Linked DNA regions of Zea mays: region 2 is linked to region 1. The links are chromatin contacts, called in public Hi-C maps. All regions are on one chromosome and are shown on one strand. Each heading gives the region's core, a stretch centred on a gene start, on an enhancer-like site or on the middle of the called end of the contact. The rest is flanking DNA. Distances are from core to core; before and after follow the strand shown.

Region 1 (5,386 bases), core at 1,391-3,890:
CCTCAGTAAGAAACATGTGACTAACCTGACAGTACTCCCAGACCACTTTCGGATATTTGATCACAGTAATTACATGCCAAACTTTGCATGCTTGAGCAATCTCTAAGAAGATCTATCCCACTATCAGCTACTTCAGAGCAAGAAATATCAACCGACAACAATGACTGCTTTTGAGATGCCACTACTTCCATCCAAGCATCCTTTACTCCAGGGTACTCCCCTAAGCCAATGTCCTAACAATGAGGCATGAAAGAACAGTTATCACAAAGGTGAAATAGCCTCATATTATCACACAAGATTCATTCTCAGAAGTGAAAACTAGTTTCAAATAAAGTCCTCAATAGAAAAGTGAATATCAATTCCAAATGAGAGGAAAGAGCATTTAAGTACCTAATAGAAAAACATCTAACAAGAGGTTCCAAACTTCCAATTGTCGCTTGCTAGACAACTTTGCTTATTGTAACTACTAGATCCCACCTCTCGAGTTTGATATGCATCTCATGGGACCAGGGCCGGCCCTGGGGGTGGGCAGAGTGGGCGGTCGCCCAGGGCCCCCCGAAGTTATAGGGCCCCTAAATATGTATTAAGTATAAGTATATAATGTGTGCTATGGATATTTAGTAATTGGTCTTGGATCAAACATTATTCAATAGTCTGTTCGTTAGATGTAGCTTGTTGGAAATCTAAGAAACGAATCGATGAGCCTATTGCAGTCATAGAGAAAATAAATCATCGCAGACTCCTAACACGACGTGGTGACACCCTGAGTGCGTGTTCGATAGATGACTATAGTCGTAGCGTATAGTGTACTAGTTCTTATATTATATGTTATATGTATGTATTTTTCAATCTCATGAACTAATGATTGTTCATTGATATATTCTATATTGGATTTTAAAGTCAAAATTTTTATTCCAAACTCTTATTTTATTTCGGCACCAAGATAAGAGATTTTTGAATGGAGTATTGTCTGGCTGTCTGCTAGTGCTACATAAATTTTCAAGAATATCTTAGAGGTGAATTGTTATCCTAATGTCTCTATTGCCTATCGAATCTTAGCCGTAATTTTTTTGAAAACTAGAATTATTGAAAAACTATTTATGACCAACAATCATGTTTTAAAAAAACTTTATATATAAATACATATTAGATATATAATATATAGAGAGATAATAGGGGCCTCTAAATTAGTTTTCGCCTAGGGCCCCTAAAATGCCAGGACCGGCCCTGCATGGGACCAACCTATGTGCTATACTTACAAGGAAGCTAAGCACATTTCTTTTGGGGGGAAACAGTAGGGGCATACTCCTATAGGAATGCTAGACATATTAGAACAGAAACCTTACCTGCAGAGCACAATCCCTAAAAACTTGAAGTGATGCCTCTGTAAGACGGTTTGAATTTACTAATTCATTGAAAATCTGCTGGCTGAGATCCCTTGGCAGCATTGCAAAAGTAGAATACCTGTCGATATCCTGCAAATATTACTGGGTTCAAGAAAAAAGACATTCCATGTCAAAATTCAAACACGTGTAGACACAATACTACCTGGCAAACTCTAGCCACACAAAGCTCCATGAGGGACGGGCACCGCCCAGGTTCATTTCCCTGTCCCTTCCCGGAAACATCAGAACTGCTGCGAGGCAGTGTAAGCAACAGCCATTTTAAGCTGCTGGTCTTTGAGAACCTTGGGGATGTCTGGAGAGCGTCACCTTCATCCACCAATTGGCTTCTCTTCCTTGAGCAGACACCACCCATGATCGAGGTGAAAGTACTGAACAACAGTCACTCCTCTCGCTATCCACAAATTGGTTCTAGGAAACTGGTAGCTGCCAGCTACTATCCTATAATCCAATCGTGGCATAGTTAGAGCCCATGGCAGCCTTCGTCACCTCACTCCATTCTGCAACATGAACATATTTGTTGAGGATTTGCCGGTGAGTCAAATCGGTACATGAACACTGTACAGCATTTTTTTGCTCACTTCTTTATCAGTGGATGAGTGATCTCAGATTACATTAAGCAAACAGTATATCAATTTATCAATCATGTACCCGATCCTACCCTAACTGACCAAAATGGACAATCCGAAACGAATTCGAAAACAACACACTAATTTACCATCATGACTTCTTCGGTACGATCCTACCCACGGATCAAACAACAAAAACCTAACGCAAATAAAATACCAGAGACACAGCGATCGGACGCCTGCCCAAATCCAACAGAACAGAGAACCGGAACCTCCCAAAACATCACTGGTCAGTGGTCACTCCTTTCTCAGGTAGAAAATCCTCAAGGTAGATAGATTACCGCACGAAAAGCGCAAAAAAGTTCAGTCAAATTGATGGGAAAGGAACAGTGCCCAACCACCCCCGCACCCAGGAAGTCCCACACAAACATGGAGTCGCCAGTACACACCGGTCGCAGAATTCTCACCCACCCGGGGACAAGCGGGCCGTCGCCGGCATCAAAGCCACCAACCCAGCTACACCACCGGCTAGGGTTTATCCACTCGCGGCTCAACCCCAGCGCTACGATTGCGAACGCGCGCACGAGCAGGAGCACGGCAGCGAGAAGGGAAGGTTAACCCGCGGCTGCGCTCATAAATATCTGACGAGTTCTCGCGTGGTGGGCTGGTGTCGGAGGGGGAGGAAAACGGAGGCGGAAAAAGGAAGGGAGGAAATGCAAGTGGTGAGGGAGAGAGCCGGCGCCGCGACAGAGCTCCACGTGTCCCATGGGCCGACGGACCAGTTCCGCTGATGGGTGGGTTCTACACTTCTACCTCTACCGAAAGGTGTCACTCACAACCCACAAGAGCGGCTTGTGGAAAGGAGAGAGGCGAACAGGGCTGTACGGGTGGGCCCGTGGAGCGGAGGGATAAGGCGAGGGGGGACACGCGACCCAAGTGATCGACCGCACGCTATCCCGCTGATTATGCGGCCGAATGTGTGGTCCTTCTAGGTCGTGTTTGTGTTTGGGCGAAGAGGATAGAACAATTATACCTTATGTTTTTTTACGGGGACCATCCTAGATTCCTAGTTCCATTTTTGGTTGGAGGAATAGTTATTTCTTATTTTTTAGGATAGGATGAGGACACTGACAGAATTAGACATTGGTTGAGGGCTTGTTTGGTAGTACGAAGGTTTGGTAGTACAAAATAATTAGTAAGGTCGGTTATTTTCATAACATATGGATTGAAGATGAAACGAACATCCTAATCCTCCATATGGATTGAGGATAAAACGAACATTCTAAGGGTTACTTTGAAAATCTCAAATCCACTTCGGAATTAGAGAAAATTGAGGTGGAAATGAATTAATTTTCTCTCCAACCCCCTTCAATCTCGAAGGGGATTTGAGTTTCCAAACTAGCCTTAAAGGATTATATGATCATAATCCCTCCAATTCACATACCTCCAAACAAACTCTAAGGGGTAGTTTGTGAGCTATAAACCCGAAGATGATCGGAGGGACTAAAATCCTCTTATTATTCAATTTTAAATACAAAATCGATTTTAGTCCTTCCAATCCCCTCTAATTTTCTATCTCCCAAACTAGCATTAAGAGTGTCTAGAAGAGTATTTCCAAAGTTTACTCCCTAAATTATTATTTAAATAATTTAGAGAGATATTTATGTAGAAATTGTTTTCTATCTTTTTTATTTTTAAATAATTTTACTATATCTTATTTATACTTTAGAGGGTTATTCTTATTCTCGGAATAGAAAATAACTATTTTGAATAACCAAATAAAAAAATGCTGGATGTTTTTTTAGTAACGTAGAGACAATAAATTGTGCATATAGCCTTACAAAACACTATAGAATAGACGATCTCCTTATATATATTTTTTCTTAAACACCTTATCACTCACCACGGTATAAAATGTTAGTACCCCGGTGTTCAAGATGCGAGCATTCCTCTTGGGCTTGGGTGACATCTTTTGTTTTCTCATCCAATGGTCTAGAAAAGGCCTTATCGGGGATACGAACTTTGGTCCCTAGAGCCAGCGACCACACTGGGGAAGAGGCCTCTAACAACTAGGGCCTACTAATCAATCGGAGGAGATAGACAATGTCTATCCTAAAAGAACTCGTCTCCGGACGAACCCCGTGGCATCGAGCATGGGTTGGGCGTGGCGGAATCACATAGGGGGGCAGGCGTGCCAAAAGGAAATCACTCGAGTAGATCCCGCGTCTAGCCCGAGACCGACCCGTCATAAATGACTGACCATATTAACCGTGTCAGGCGTCGAGCCACAGCGAAGACATCGGTCTGCCTCCCACTTATGACCTACAAACTCCTCGGGTCACAGAGCACTCATGACCTACGAGCTCCTTGGACTGCGACGCATTTATAGCCCACGCGTCCCCTGTCAGCGGCACACCCATGACCTATCGGGACTAGGCCTGAGTACACGGGTCGCTGGCAGGGTGCAACACGACGAGCCACGTCGAGCCCCAGGCTACGAAGGCCAGGGGTCGGCATAGCCCAAATGATGCGCTCGAGCCCATGATGCTCGCGTCGTCCGTAATAAAGAATATGTGACAGCCAGGCAACCGCAAACACGCGTGTCTTTACCGCATGGTAAGACACCCAGTTTTACCATCACTTAGTAGCTCCTTCCTGAGGAAGCCATCACGGGCTGACCCCCTCCTTAGATTATAAAAGGAGGAGGTCGTCCCAGACATGGGAGGTCCCTTTTGGAGGATCGGAGGACGGATCCCAGATGATACGACGCCTAGAAGACCAACAGAGAAGAGGAGAACCCTAGAGGCCGGAGCCCCACCGCCAAGCCAAGACTTAGCTAAGACTCCACCTTATAACCACCTCCACCACAAATAAGAGATTTGTGAGCCTTTCCTCCCTCTCTTGTCTGCTTGTAACCCCTACTACGAGCTTTGATCATCAATGGTACTAATAGCGCAAGCCACCAATGACTAGATGTAGGGACGTTCTGTCCGAACCAGTATAAATCTTGCGCTCACTACGCACACCGTCTGGAGCCCGAAATACGCACAATAAATTTACTTGTCGAAGCGAGGTTCGAAACATCGACAAGCCTACACTCACAATCTACCAGAATTTTGCATCAATAGCATGAAAAATATGACCCATATAAGCTTTCCCTGTGCAAAGTGTGTGCCGTAAAAAAATGTGTGGATCACAAGTAACCTCTAGCCCTTAAGTCGCCATTCTAACTCTCGGTTCGGTTAAGACCACCAAATAGGAGAACCATGCTCTAATACCACTTGTAAGGTCGAGATGACAAATTAGAGGGGTGCATAGTCCTTTCTAAAACTAATTATATTTGCTAACACAAATAAATGTGGAATTAATACTATTTGATCTAGCCAAGACTACACACCTCTAACTATAACAAGC
Region 2 (5,386 bases), core at 1,601-4,100, 150 kb after region 1:
TAGCGAGAATTACTAAATGGTAAAAAACCGAGCTGCTTCATAGTGGGAGCAGAGTAAATCTAGTCTTCATTTTGTACTAAAGAGTGAAAGCCTAAAAAATCCGCTTCTTGTTGCTCTCAACCTGCTCCTCACACAGTCACACTCCAACCCATCAAAATCACTTCACGGGCTACTTGCTAAACAATTTTAGTTAGATTGATTCACTTCTTCTAGAAAATCATTCAGAATCACTCTATTGGAGAATCAACTCTCGGAGTTGGAGAATTATGGAGTGGAACTCTGCTAAACAGACCCTTATTTTGCTCTTAGGTGGGCGTGACCGCGTGAGTGTTCTGACGTGTTGTGTTAGTGTGTGTGGGTGACTCTGTTGTTATGAGTGGGCTTTTGTGCCTCACTTATTTTCTTCTTATAATATAATGACATGTAACTCTCTTGCGTATTTGAAAAAAACATGAAACGTGCACCGATCCAAAATTGATTACTGAACTTGCACTCTTGTTGCCAAGATGTACCGTCCAAAATTGAAATGCTCATTAAGTCATTAGAAGCACAAAAAGTTGCATCACTGATTTACTGAACTTGCACTCTTGTTGCCAAGATGTACCGTCCAAAATTGAAATGCTCATTAAGTCATTAGAAGCACAAAAAGTTGCATCACTGATTTACTGAACTTGCACTCTTGTTGCCAAGATGTACCGTCCAAAATTGAAATGCTCATTAAGTCATTAGAAGCACAAAAAGTTGCATCACTGATTTTATACATACTCATATTAATGATACTCATATTAACGATTGGTTCCTTAACTAAATTTTAGTCTTTATTATCAAATGTTTGGATACTAATTAGTTACAAATATGAAATATAATTTAATTGCAAAACTAATTATATAAATAAGAACTAAACGATAAAACGAACTTATTAAATCTAATTAGCTCACAATTCACTACAATAAACATATTAATAATAGATTTACAATAAACATATTAATAATAGATTAATTAGGTTTAATAAATCACCAAACTATTTATTCTTCAGATATATAATTAATTTTACAATTAGACTATATTTAATGCTCTTAATAGTCATTCAAACATTCAACGTGACATATGCTAAACTTTAGTTCCTATGACCAAACACACCTGAGCAAAAGAATTTGGAGTAACAGTTGCTGGCTTGCTGCAGACTTCTTGTTGTAATGTACACGCTAACTTAAGATAGAAGTGTGAATGCATATCATCACAGATATGGCACCGTAATCTGTAATCCGTAAAACAAAACTTCCATAGCTTTAGAAAAGCTCAAAGGTCATAACAAACTTATGCATCTAGAGCCTATATAAGCCGGCAGAACAAACAGTTCGAATAGAACTGAGATCTCTTGGCGTGCTCCAAAGATGTAGCACATCTTTGCCCGCTGCCTATATCTACCACAGTTCAAGCCATCCAGAAGTTACTCGGTTGGCTTGTCCGGGTCATCTTCCTCAGGTTCTTCCTTGTCTGGATCATCCTCTTGTGGCTCCTCCTGTGGTGGTGGTTGTTCTTCCTCTTCCTCCTCTTGATCATCATCCAGAGGATCATCAGCTGGTAACGGATGCGGTAATGGTGTCTTCATTGGGCTGAACTTAGGGAAGATATCAGGTCTCCTCCCAGGCTTTGGTCTCTCCCATTCCTAGCAACAATCAAACAACAGAGAAATTAATGTTGATGTCAACAGATCTAAATCACTAGTCATGTTTGAACATTATTTTTGCTAGGCTGGACAGATCTTCCACACCAATAGCTAATAATCATTGGAAAAAGTTGCAACAGATCTGCAATCGCCACTTTGGTTGTACACAAAAAAACATTACCAAGAAAGGCTAGGATCAGTATCTACATACTGTACATCACAACATGTAATACATGCAGTCATACAGTCATGAAGCCATTTACATAGTCAAGCCTTAAAGAAATTAAGAGTTCACCAAAACCAGCTCATGACTGCTCGCCACAACATTCTCTCATTTTGAATCTTTGATGATGAAAGACTCTTACAAAGAAAAACATATATAGAAGCTACACATTCAGAAGGACATTTAGGGCTTATTTGTAGACTGTAGTCAGTATTTAGGAGCGAATATAAAATTGAAGCTCCAAATATCTATCAGCACAACGAGCTACTAGCTGCAAAAGAACCCCAGAAAGTTATAGCAATAAAAGTTTATGTTAGCGCAGATGAAATTATTACACTCATAATAAATCATAGGGTGAAAAATTATCATTTTCGTAAAGGTATCTTCGCCAGAGATATACGAAATGGCAAAACTTAAAAAGTAGATGAAGACCGAATCCACATCCGAAAGCTAAAGCATAGGCATACCCAACCGGAACAACCTGTCCACACCACAACTTACGTAACATTTCTACCGATTTTGCCCGCTCCCTAAACCGGTTATTGGGCAGCCTATAGCCTCCTCCAATCCCACCAGAACAAGCTGCTAAAATGAAATGAACCGATGGTAAGTTGAAGAGCAAGAGAATTACGATGGGGAAATCGAGGGGCGACCGCTTGGTAATCTTCTCCTCGTCGGGGGCCGCGCAGACCACGAGCGTGCTCCACCTGCGCCGCCTACCGGCGAGAACCGGCACACGCGCGAGGGCGGTGACCGACGCGGATACGCCAAAGGTGCCCGGCGCGGGCGCCACAGGCGGGACGGCGGCCGGAGCCGAGAGGCACCACGGGAACGCCATGCGGGAGGGAGCTCAAGGGCCCTAGGTTCGCTTGGGCTGCTGGCTGGATGAGTCGTGCTGGAATTTGGGTTCCGTGTCCTCCTTGCGGTTTGGGTTGAGTACCTACCGGCTGCTTGTGAACCACCGGCGGCGGTGGCGGCTGTCTGTAGAGAGTGGAGACCGCCTTCGGGGCGATAAGAACACTCTTGGAGTCGCCAACACTAGCGTGTACGGGACTCCGATGGTTCTACACGCGGTGCATATTGCAGCCCACAGCAAATTGGGCCCAAGCACCCACTCGGGCCGACTCGTGTCCGCATATCCTGGGCCTCTTGCTCGGGCCGGAGTGAACCAGCAACTAATTCAGCACGACTCGTGTCCGCTCGAGAGACCCGTGGGCCGTGGCGAAGTGCCGACCCGCCATGCAACAGTGACGCGCGCCGCGCGCGGGTGCAGCCGTGCACACGCGCCGCGACCAAGACCCACCATGCCTCCCGGGAAATGGCCGGGGGCCGCATGGCGGCTGCCACCTGCAGCCCATGCACGGGCGGCGACGGTCCCGCCGCGCCTGTGACACGTACGCGTTCGCTGGGCGATATGTTTAATCGCCGAATCCGAGCCCTCTGACGCGCGCATTTTCAAAACAAAAGTCTCGCAGAGCACCCACTCGTCCACTCATGTCATGTCTGATAGTCGCCTACCTGTCAGTAGATTTATTCGACGGAGCAAACAATAGTTAACTAAGCCTTGCCACTGACCAAATAATCCGAACGTGCAACGTGCGCGCGTGCATGCACAGCGTCCAGCTAGTGGAGAAACGCGAGCGTGTGTGCACACGGACGGGACTCAAGTGCCAAACGCAACGCAGTCTCTAGTCTCTACGGGACGCGACGAGCTGCATCTGCATGCATGCGCGCGGCGTCTAGTAGCAAGACATGACATACATGCAGAGGGGGTGGCGGTGGCCCTTTTACCTTTGTGTCTCTCTCAACCCCCCCGGACGGAGCGCCCGGTATTTTTGACCGGCGATCGCGGGGCCCCTCTTTCCTTTGTTTAACCCGTACGTACGAGCACGGCGTAACCGAGGGGGTTAAACGTGCTCTTCAACACCCCTCCCCAGCTAAGCCAGAGATTAGAACCCCGTTCAACGGCATGTGTTTCACTTTTTCACCGCGCGACACCGCCCACCTTTTACTACTAGCAGAGCAGTCATCAGGCAGGCAAGTCTGCTTGGCCAGCGCCGCGCGCCCCGCCAGTCCGGCCGGCTCCGCGACCGCGCGCTTTGACGGTCAAAGCTAGCTTGGGCAGGAAGCACGGGAACCGAGCGCTGGAGCGGTCCGTACGCCAATATTCTATCCCAGGATCAATACGCAGCTCGTGGCCGCCTGTACGTACTGATGCGCTAGCTAAGCTACCCTGCGGTGCGGTGCGGTGTAGAGAGAGAGAGAGAGGAGAAGAAGCTAGGTGGTGCTGGTGGTGGCCGAGGAGGATCCCAGCGCGCGGTGCCTGTCCAATGTCCATGGGGAAGCTACACGGCGCCTCACGTGCACCGTGGAAAACACCAACGGCTGCCTGTGTGGATGCACTGGCACTGGCCCGCGCCGCGCCGGCCGAGAATAGCTGAAGAGCGAGGACCGACATTATATTTTCGGACGGGGCAGGGCGCCAGGGCATGCATTCATGCATACATGCATGCAAGTTGCTCTACGTGCTGCATGCGTTGCATATATTTATAACTACTAGTTAGTTAGATGTCTATACGTTACTAATATAAGTTTTGTATATACCACGTACGTAGATACACTTTTAAAAAAAATAAAGATAGTCATTCAAATATGTTCTCTAAACCTTTACGATAAACATCCGAAAATCCCAAGCGAGAACGATGGTGGTGGGGTCATGCTGCTCATGTCCTCTGCCAACTTTAGGCCTCGCAGACGTGATAGAGACGGTAGCGCCACAAAATGGTTTATATTCATAACACGATTTAGCCTGTGGCCCAACACGGTTTAGCCCAGCCTGAGCATAACACGATCATCGCATGAAAAATATTAGTTTATATTCATTTGTCTTGTCAATCACAAAAAGAGGAAGATTGTAAGTGCAATCAAGCACTACCGGAATTCGGCTCTTTGCCGAGTGCCGGTGGCTTTGCCGGGTGCTTTTTATCGGACACTCGGCAAAGCCGACTTTGCCGAGCGCCGCACTCTGCAAAGTCTTACGCTCGGTAAAGATCTTATTTACCGAGTGCGGGACACTCGGCACAGCCCAGCACTCGGCAAAGACTGCTTTGCCGAGAGTCAAATACTCGGCAAAGACGGCTCTCGGCAAAGGGCCGTTAGCGGCCGTCTACACAGCTGACGGTCGTCAGTCTTTGCCGAGTGCCACATATTGGGCACTCGGCAAAGGACGCTTTGCCGAGTGTCTTCTCTAGACACTCGGCAAAGTATATTTTTATTATTTTTTATTTTGTCTTCCAAACTTTTTGTGGTATGTTCATACACTATGTAGACCTATATGTATCATTTGTGGACAATTATAACAGAGTTTTCAATATTTAGTAGATTTAGTTCGTTTATTTGAATTTCTTCGAAAAATTCAGATTTGAACTGCAGGTCACTCGAAACTTGGAAAACCGTGCATGCAAAAATGATATTCATGTTACTTAGCATAAGTT

Evidence for each region. A called contact is a pair of places that touch in the nucleus more often than the background predicts.
Region 2: a contact with region 1 is called in a Hi-C map of leaf, with 6 times the contacts expected there. The contact joins the promoter of LOC100276580 here to the promoter of LOC100280910 in region 1. A contact is called at or near these places in 5 of 25 Hi-C or Micro-C datasets (ear, leaf and tassel).

The regions. Positions count from the first base shown.
Region 1 is chr5:187,804,848-187,810,233 of Zm-B73-REFERENCE-NAM-5.0, forward strand. It overlaps LOC100280910 (regulatory subunit), which reads right to left and starts at 2,641. Exons shown (of 16, transcript NM_001153830.1): 1 at 2,444-2,641; 2 at 1,549-1,903; 3 at 1,347-1,475; 4 at 26-233. The coding sequence starts at 1,758.
Region 2 is chr5:187,954,379-187,959,764 of Zm-B73-REFERENCE-NAM-5.0, forward strand. LOC100276580 reads right to left here and starts at 2,851. Exons shown (of 2, transcript NM_001374065.1): 1 at 2,524-2,851; 2 at 1,042-1,669. The coding sequence starts at 2,730. The coding sequence ends at 1,451.